Regions from separate parts of the Ovis aries genome. Here region 1 is linked to region 2. A link is a contact called in public Hi-C data. All regions are on one chromosome and are shown on one strand. The core of a region is the stretch at or near the end of the contact, and the rest is flanking DNA. Distances in the headings are between cores, read along the strand shown.

The links. Hi-C and Micro-C count contacts between places; a contact is called where the count stands out from the background.
Region 1: a Hi-C map of skin fibroblasts shows a contact between it and region 2, with 4 times the contacts expected there. The contact joins two enhancer-like sites. A contact is called at or near these places in 6 of 16 Hi-C or Micro-C datasets (blood, hypothalamus, liver and 2 more).

The regions. Positions count from the first base shown.
Region 1 is chr1:72,160,047-72,164,799 of ARS-UI_Ramb_v3.0, reverse strand. All of the region lies in intron 2 of ALG14 (ALG14 UDP-N-acetylglucosaminyltransferase subunit), which reads left to right. The region is part of intron 2 of LOC121819814 (a long non-coding RNA gene); the gene reads right to left. Among named protein-coding and RNA genes, the nearest start is that of ALG14, 29 kb to the left of the region's middle. Within about 2 kb of position 2,624, at least 2 of the 54 cell types and tissues checked have an H3K27ac peak or open chromatin away from gene starts, as enhancers often do.
Region 2 is chr1:71,631,355-71,636,258 of ARS-UI_Ramb_v3.0, reverse strand. F3 (coagulation factor III, tissue factor) reads left to right here. Exons shown (of 6, transcript XM_027972225.3): 6 at 304-1,295. The coding sequence ends at 440. Among named protein-coding and RNA genes, the nearest start is that of F3, 12 kb to the left of the region's middle. Within about 2 kb of position 3,613, at least 22 of the 54 cell types and tissues checked have an H3K27ac peak or open chromatin away from gene starts, as enhancers often do.

The sequences.
Region 1 (4,753 bases), core at 1,375-3,874, 530 kb before region 2:
TACCCTGTCTACCACCCTGCCAAGTTAGTCCATTGCCCATGTTCCTGCACAAATCCTTGTCTGTCCCATTTCAACCTGAAAGTTACCTGTATGTATTCTCTAACAGGTGGCGCTAGTGGTAAGAACCTGCCTGCCAATGCAGGAAACATAAGAGACGTGAGTTCGATCCCAGGGTTGGGAAGATCCTCTGGAGGAGGCCGTGGCTGCCCACTCCAGTATTCTTGCCTGGAGAATCCCATGGACAGAAAAGCCTGGCAGGCTACAGTCTGTAGGGTCGCAAAGAGTCGGACACAACTGAAGCGTCTTAGCACGCACATTCTCTAACACTGATATATTTTGTCCTTAGAGTGTTTTTCTGACTCAAAATTATGCTCAAAACCAAACCATAATGATACGCTCTCAGTCTGTTTCCCCTTTTACCATCACTCCCCTAGAAACCTGAGAGTCACCCCAAGCTCCGCATCCTCCTTAAATCCCTGATCCCCGCCTCTTGCCCTCTCCAGTCCTTCGCCTTAGTGTTATGAGTATCCATTAGGCCTTCAGCATCATTCTCCTGGTATATTTCAGTTTCTCCCAAATGCTTCCCCTTCTCTGGTTGAGAACCCTCAGCAGGGCCCCTCTATCCACTCTCTTCATACTCTCCTTTTTAGCATCTTCAGTATCTCCGCTTTGCCTTTAGATTTGAGCACATACTCTTTAGCATGGCTTTGGGGGCCTACTTCTCAAGCTCCATTTGCTGCTGCTCTCTGCTCTTTACATGCCAAAATCTAGTTCCCCAGGTATTCCATGCCACTCCATGCCTCCCTGCTGTGAACATGCCAGAAGAACCTCTTTCCCCCTCTGCTAGACATGGTAAATCTCATATTCTTCCAAGTTAGATAAAACAGCTCATCCTTAAAGCTTGACTTAGTTTTCAAAGTATTAATTCATCATTTCTTACTTGGTGCTAACATTATTTTTATTAATTTTGTCTCTTATTGTATCAGTCTCTCTGATTGCAATTATTAGTTGTCCTGTGTCACTCTCCCAGTTGGCAGTGAGTTCCTTATAAATATTTTACTTACCCCTGTGCTCCCAGCCCAGTTCTGTCACCTAGTAGGTGCTCTTGGGAGTTTATCTGAGCTTACAATGAAGAGTCCAGCTCTGATAGCCAGTGTTGTAAATGACTGCTTCATCTATGATTTGAATATATTTTCCTTTTTAAACAGAAGAAAACAGTCTTTAAATTCATACCATTTTAAAGCTAAAAGGAAGGGTGTTTCAACTGCAAGTGCCCTAAAACAAAACTCAAAACTGGCTCGAACAATAAAGAGAATGTGTTGACTTACGACATGGGAAAAATTCAGTCTTGTTTCTGGCAAGACTTGGTCCAGCTGCCCAGGGAGGTCACCAAAGATAGCGGCGTGTCTCTGCTCCATCCTCCGCAGAGTCATCACCGCCATGGGGCCCCCCAGTGCTGCCTCCAGCAGCCCCTGACTCTCCCTCCAGGGGAGCAAAGAGCATTAGCACCTCCTGGCTTCATGTCTTTGCCCTAACTGTCTAAGGAAGAAGAAGGTCTCTTATAGGATGTAGGAGAGGGAGAGATAAAGCATCTTTTCCCAAAAATCCATGCTAACATCTGCTGCCTAATGATCTCCAGCTGGGTCATGTTCCCATCTTTCAGCTCATCATCACAGCCAGAGGTGAGCGTTGTTCCCTGGTGCTAAAGCTATTCCAGGTCTACTCTTGGAGCTACAGGTTGGGGGTTAAGGAGACGGGCTAAAATCCCACCAAAAGCATCTGACTGCGAATGTGAGCAAGAGTGTGTTACCCAAAGGAAAAATCGGATTATTGCTGGCAAAAGAAAGAGTTAATAAAAGTCTGGAAAAGGACAACTAATGTTCATTATGAAGGACTTTAGAAATCTTTTGGGCCAGACTCCCATAATTGTTTCAAGAACAAACTTCTTTTTTATTTCCCTGGAGCCTGAGACCTCCACGTAAGAAAAGAGCTTCTCAAGGTGAAGTGAGGAGTGGCTGCAAGTCGTGAGGCAGGGCTGGAGCAGCAGCCTTGTCTTCTTTGACGAGTCAAGCTTGAGAACCAGTTGTGGGATCGTAATGGGTTAAGGATCCCTGATCTCAGCCAGGCCTCCTTGCTTTCCAGTGAGAGACCTGAGGTCCAGAGAGGCTAAATCACCCGGGTTTCAGAGCTGATTATCTGAGCGGAACCTGGCTTGGAACCCACAGCTCATTCATCCTAAGTCACTTCACGGTGCATCATCATCATCTGCCGTGAAGTGAGCAGCTACCAAGTTCTGGAAGGACATGCATATAAAACCTTTTTTTTTTTTTTTTTTGGTAAATTATGGTCATCTTGATTTCAGAATAGTTGGGTGAATCATCCAACATACTTTTACTGTATATTATACTTTTCATTATTAAAAAGAGCAGTTATGAAAGAAAGCTGAAACCATTTTTGGTTGAATAGAATTTTACCATTTTCATTTTGTCTTGTTTCCAAGATTCTGCACTAGTGTGGCATTCCCTAAATAATAAATGTATTGTACGTTTCAGTGTGTGGTAGCAGCAAAGAATGACTTCATAGACCACTTGACCTGCTCTGTTGTGGTTTATGATGCCATCTGGATTCCTTGGTGGAATTATTTCCATCTAAATCACTATAAACTCCTATTTAGCTTGTCACAAATCTAAAGCCAGATATGTTTGTGGTTTTTAGTAGTGATGTAATTCTGAAAGACACTTTGAAAGTTACAAGTTGTCGTATACCCTTAGCATTTCACTTAGGGTTCCATATAATTCCAGACAAACTAGAAGCTTGAAAAAAAAATCTATTACTCTTTTTTTTTTTTTTAACTCTTAACCATTCTGCCTTTGCTGTGGCTTTGGTTATACATCAATCAAGTATGTGTGGGGAACACTGGGAGGCTCTGTGGGCTACACAGTAATGTAAGCCTGGTCCCTGCCACTTCTTAATGAGAAAGCTTATATAGATAGATGGAAAGGATGTCTCTAACTATATGGTGAAGAGAGAATAAGAGAGAGCCTCTCTTTGTCTTTGATATCACTGCCAGTTGTGAGAAAGAAACTGGATCACATTGCAAGATAGACACATACTGCAGGGTGGCCATGTTGACCTGCACAGAGAGAAAGGACTCAACTACAACATACTTTCTAGGAGTGTGTGACCTAGTTGGCTGCCAGGTAGGAGCAACAGCAAAACGGCAGAACCTGCCAACAGGGACTCGGGGTCTAATATTCAACAGAAAAGTCTGAAGATTTCTAAGGCCCTGCGTTTTTGTCCTGAATTTTCCCCAGAAAGGCTTGGGGGCAGAGGAGGGAGTCACTGGTAACAGTGGTAGGTGGGGGAGGGGTGCCAAACCGACAGTGCAGAGCGGAGCACGAACCCACAGAGAGGAGGGAAGCACAGAGACGAGCAAGGAGGCCAGGAGAGCAGTTCCCAGAGAGCTGCAGCACACTCCGGGCAGGCTGAGGACGCACGGGGCAGGCGGGTTGCCGCGCGGAGTCCAGGGTGGCAGGCTGGGGACGCACGGGGCAGGCGGCTTGCCGCGCAGAGCAAGAAGAGAAAATGGGTCAGGATGGGTAGCTGGCTGTCTCAGAAACAGACAGGAGGCCGGGAAGCACAGCTCCAGGCTGATTCAACTAGCTGTGTGTTGGGGAGTCAGGCTTCTTAGCAGGAAGGCTTAGGGCCTCAAGGCTGGGGTTCCAGTCCTGGCTCTACCACTTGCTGGCTCTGTCCCCCGGGAAAGTGGACTCCTCATCTGTGAAATGAGGAGATGGGGTTAATTGGTGCTTTATGAGATAAAGAACCATTATCCTCTGCAGCAGAGACCACAGGTTGGGACTTCTAGAAATGGTAGTGACACTTGTTTATCTACTCAGTGGTGGAGAGCATGTGTGACTCATGAAGCACCGTGCTGTGTGCCAGCATCACAGAATCCTGTCCTTTCCTTGGCATTCTTGCCCTGGAGAATGAGGCTGGGAGCAAACCATCACGAACAAGTTAATTTGCGTTACCGAGAACTGCTGTGAAGATGGTAAAAGAAGGCAGTGTGGTCGGGGAGGGGCTGATGGAGGAGAACTGAATCCTCTCTGAGGAGAGAACATTAGAGAGAAACCTGACTTGCAGGAAGGAGCTTCCTAGGAGACAGTCCAGGGCTAAGGCAGACCGCTCAGAAGAAGCAGCAAAGGCCCTCAGGAAGGAATGAGTCTGACACATTCAAACAGCAGAAAGGAGACCGGTGTGGTTAGGGTGAGCAGGGGGCTGTTGGGGAGGTAAGCCGGCACCAGACTACATGGGACCTTGGAGGCAGTGGTAAGAAAGTTGGATCTCATCCCAAGTGCAGCGGTAAGCCTTTGGAGGGCTTTAAGCAGGAGAATGAAAGGAAAGCCTTGCTGTACATTATGGAAAGATCGCTCTGGAGATTCTGTGAAGGATAAAATGAAGGAGAGCAAGAGGAGAAGCAGAGATGAATTAAGAGGGAATTGTAATAGTGAGAGGTGGTGATGGCTTGGATGAAAGTGGCAAGGATGTAGGGAAGAAGTGGGTAGACAGGAATGTGTGTAGAGGTTTGGGAAGAAGGAAATGGGGACAGTACCCCCCACCAGCCCTCGTCTCTGCTAGTGCCGACATAGATCTTCATGTCTATTCAGGAAATCTGCTTATGACAGAGTCTCCTGTTCATTTGTCAATTTCTGGTTTGGGAGTGCAGGAGTAAGTATCCTGTTTTGGTAGC
Region 2 (4,904 bases), core at 2,364-4,863:
CCCAGCTCGGCATCATCTTTAGCCACTTGTTTCTAACAGCTATTCTTGCTTCCATCTACATGTATCTTTCTAGACTGTGAGCATTATCCAGTTTGTTAAATGCTTTTTCATTGTTGTCAATTGCCTGCAAACATCTAGGGTTTGAGAGATTCTTTCCTAACAGAAATGTGTGGTGGAGAAAGGAGATTTCAAGTTACACAAAAGCTGGATGGTATAATTTGGGGTTATGCCCTGGGTTCTGCCCACTGAAAAATGAGATTCAGGCTCTCTCTCTGAGTTGACTTGGTACCTTTTATTTTTCAGAACTTTTCTTCATCATTGGAGCAGTGATGCTTGTGATCATCATCTTCATCGTCGTCCTGTCTGTGACTCTGCACAAGTGCAGGAAGGTGAGAGCAGGGCAAAGTGGGAAGGAGAACATGCCCCTCAACGCTGCATAAAAGATCCTGCTCTTGGATCTTTCTGCCAGCTGCGGAGCTCGTGCTGCCCTGTGACCAAGAGCTCTTAAGGCAGCAGAGCACATGGAAACACAAGTGACTGGAGCATACAGACCCTGAGGCTCAAAGAAAGTTCTTATCTGACCTCTTGCGATTAGCATCTTGGTTTCAACACCAGCATTAAGACACTTTGGAATGTAATGAGCGGTACAACCAACTCCAAGTTTTTAAAATTGCTGTTTTAACACTAAGGCACCTTTTGCACATATCATGGTTTCATACTGTATATTTTCTACATTCAAGTTGAAGCCAGATTATCTAAGGAAAGACAAATGAACAAATGCCTTAAAAATTCCTGCATGGACTTTTGGAGAACTTTTGAGAGGCTGACATCAAACCATGTGGGCAAGTAAGGTGAAACTGGGTGGACTTTATAACGTCTGTCTTTTTGTAATATGGTGTTTAAGGTCTTTTTTTTTTTTTTTTTTTTTGAGTGCTTTCGGAGGTTTGAACAATTAGCAAACATTTATATGAATGTGTTAAAAGCAGAAGACTTGTATTTGGGGCACATTCTTAATATGCATTACAGTTTAGCACTTTAACTGACAAATGCTGTTGATGAAACACTTGACAGCTAACTATGTTTTTATAAGACTACTCTACCAACAAATTATATAGAGTTTAAGATTTAAGGTACTTCAAACTTTATGGTCCACATTGTATGTATTTATATAATTTGAAAAGAGGTTTTATATATGGGGATTTTCTATTTATAGAGGTAATATTTTTCTGTTTGTATATTTTGAGATAATTTATTTAATATACTTTTATATAAATAAAGGTGATTGGGAAATGTGACTAGTACATGTTCCAGTTATTATTTATGGTTTGGCCTTTGTGTTGGTTGATTCTACAGTAGCAAGTGACCCTGAAATTTTTAATGGCTTATGACAATGGTATCTTTATGTTACACTTATGGCTTGGAGGCTGTGGGCTGACTGCAGCTCTTCTTAATGTCTTCTCATTCATTCTAGGACCCAAATCTAAAGGTGAAACCCCTCTTAGGATCAGGACAGTGAAATGAATGTGGCTTAGTCGTGTCCGACTCTTTGCGACCCCATGGACTATGCAGTCCATGGAATTCTCCAGGCCAGAATACTAGAGTGGGTGGCCGTTTCCTTCTCATAGAGGGCAAAGGAAAAACAGGTAGAACAGGCAGCCATGTCTTCAGGCTTTAAGCTGCCTCCTAGGGCTTCCCAGGTGGTGCTAGTGGTAAAGAGCCCACCTACCAACACAGGAGACTTAAGCTGCCTCCTAAAACTTCTGCTCCAGAGTAGCAATATGTCACTTCTGCTTACGTACCATTGGCCCAGGCAGGACATATGACAAAGCCTGACATGACCCTGTGGGAGGCACCACAGGTCACACGGCAATGGGCAGGGATGCATAGTTTCCAGGGAAGGGAGGAAATTGCCTGCCATCTACCACCGACTTATCGGGAGAGAGTTCTTCCCATGGGCGTTAGTTTGAGTTGCACATGAAGGTTGGAGAGGAGAACAGAAGAAAAATTTTTTGGATTGTTCAAAGAAAACTGGATAAAAGGACAATGTAAGATAGGAAGAGAGGGAAGTGGAGTGGAGTTTCTAGAATTAATTAAAAGCAAACTAGATTGAGGGGCATCCCAGGTGGCGCAGTTGGTAAAGAACTCCCCTGCCAGTGCAGGAGACACGGGAGACATGGTTTCGATCCTGAGTTGGGAAGATCCCCTGAAGCAGAAAATGGCAACCCACTCCATTATTCTTGCCTGGAAGATTCCATGGACAGAGGAGCCTGGGGGCTACAGTCCATGGGGTCACAAAGAGTCAGACATGACTGAGCACGCGCGCATACACACAGTTGAGAGCCCTTTGTGACGTCAAGGGCTGCTCCTTGACAGTGGCCTTGCCAATGGGCCACTGACTTCACTACCTCTGTCTGGAATGTAGAAAATGAGTCCTCCATTCAAATGCAAATATAATCTAACAGATTGAAAGAGGATTCTAAATAGAGATGAAAATGAGACTCCTGACACACCGTTGAGCCACAGTCTTGTTTGCTTCCTGCACAGCGTGGGGGATGGGGGGGGAGAAGGGGGAGGGCGGGGAGGAGCGGAAGGGGGGGGGGGGTGGGGGAGGGTGGGGGGAGTGGGGCTGGGGGAGGGTGGGGAGGAGCAGGAGGGGGGTGGGGGTGGGGGAGGGTGGGGGGAGTGGGGGATGGGGGTGGGGGAGGGGGAGGGTGTGGGGGTGGGGGGATGGGGGTGTGGGAGGGGCGGGTGGGGGTAGCGCTGCCTAGGTAAGGTCTCAGAGGGCACCCCCACCTGCACAGGGTCCCACAGAGGAGACCCTCGGCAAACACCCAGCTCCCTGCCCACCTGTTCACGAATTTTAAGTGCATTTTGTTCCTTTGCTCTAAAGAACTCTAAGCATTGTCAGTAAAATTCTAAACATGAAATGCTAGATAGAACACCATATTCTAAGGAAGCACAGGCCAAACAAACCTTTCATGTCTTCATAAAGATGGCAGCCTGAAAGAAAGGGGGAAAAAAGGTAGATATTTTGGAGAAAGTAAGGGAAGTGGACCAGTGGTTGGTTTATTGGGCCGGTTGGGTTGGGTTGTTTGCCATAGTCAGTCTGTGTCAGTGCCAGAGTGGCATTCACACCAGAGGAGGGTGTGCATTTGCAGCAGAGAGGGGTTGGCATGGAGGCATGTCCTGAAAGAAGTGTGCGCTGGCTGTTATCTTGAATTCCTGCTCCCATGGGGCTAACTGGGGCAAAGAGCTTAGTGCACGAGGGTAGAACAAGCTCCCAGAGACGGCATCTGGCTGCTCTCTCCCTGCCAGGAATTAGTACCGCGTTATGCAATCCCGTGGCCTCATAATCTAAGGAATGTGAATGGTCCCACTAAAGAAAGCACTGGGAGACTGAAAGCTGGTCTGGGTAGGAATGAGGTGTCTGGCTGTTCACAGGGAAGGAATTCATTATAGATCCAAACAGGGCTACAGTGCAATGACTGGGACGCTTCAACACTGCAAATTCTAACCACGACTCAGGTTTCCACACCCGTCCTCATTGCTGAGACTAAAGAGCTACTCTGAACATCACCAACATCGTAGTTAGTGCTGGGGCAGAATAAACTTTTGACTGTTCTCCAGGATTTGCTGCCCTCTAGTGGGCCAAATCATACTTTGTTATTTATTCTGGCCCCTTAAAGTGTCCCGAAAAGCTAACTGCTAGTAAACTAAACGTTCGTGCTTTGAAGACAGGTTTTTACGATCTTAAATCATTAACCAAGTTTGACTTACATATAAGAGACTAATATTTGTGAAATCCAAAGATATTTTACCTTAGTTACAGCTGAGAGCCAGTAACCTAAGGACTTGTCTCAAATAAACAAAGGAAACAATTCAACCACATAGTAAATAAACTTATTTCCAAATGTAGTTTTCACCTGTTCTAAGACGTGTGTATTTAGCATGTGTGATTTTCCTCCAGTAGTTACCTGAGAAGCATTGTGACTTTCATTCATACCACACGCATTCAGTGGACGCTAGTTCTTTCTCACACCCCTGCTTTTCAGCTGCAGACAGAGGTGATTCTGGCTTTGCCATTCAGCCCATTACTTCCTCGTGTCTGCAGAAATTGGCACATGTGCTAACCTGTTCTAGGAAGGGTGACTCTCGGGGCTCTTTCTGGGAATGTCAGGATGCTCTCTCTCTTGCTGAACATAATGAAGAAATGTGTTAGCCACAGTGTTAGCTTAATCCAATGGTCCTCAAAGTGTGGTCCCTATCGCACGTGATGGAATAAGAGTGAGCATCATTTGAGAACTTATTAGAGAAGTAAATTCATAACCCTGACCTCAGACTTACTGACTTAGAAATCTATATTTTAACAAGAAGTCTTTCAAGTGATCTAATGCTCAGTAAAGTTTCAGAACCATTGGCTTAATCTCTAATTTACTGCCATGAGAGACTAGGAATAGTTCTGTTCTCAAACGGGACATTTCTGAGCCGAGAGAGGTCCGAACTCAGTCTGCTGTGAAGCCTAAATCAAAGGAAGAATACACAGAGCCTAGATAAGATCCTCGGTCTGCAGCTGCTGCACTGGAAGGTCTATCACACATGGTCTGTTGGGACTTTTCCTGTTGCAAGGTGCCAAAACTCAGGAGAACTTAAGCAAAATTGGGAAGCCTATTCTCTCTTTTTGTCAAGTGAGCTAATTGCTCGAAAGTTCTTCAATACTTTTTAGCTTAAATTCCATGATTATGTGTTATTAGATACAACACAAATAATTACCAACTGAAAGATAACAGTACCTCTGGCAGAAATGGAAATACTTTATAACAATCCAGGAGTTTTGTAACAGAAATTGCAATCCACCTTGAACACACGATATCCAACAAACATTCAGAACGGGGTTCTAAAAAAGC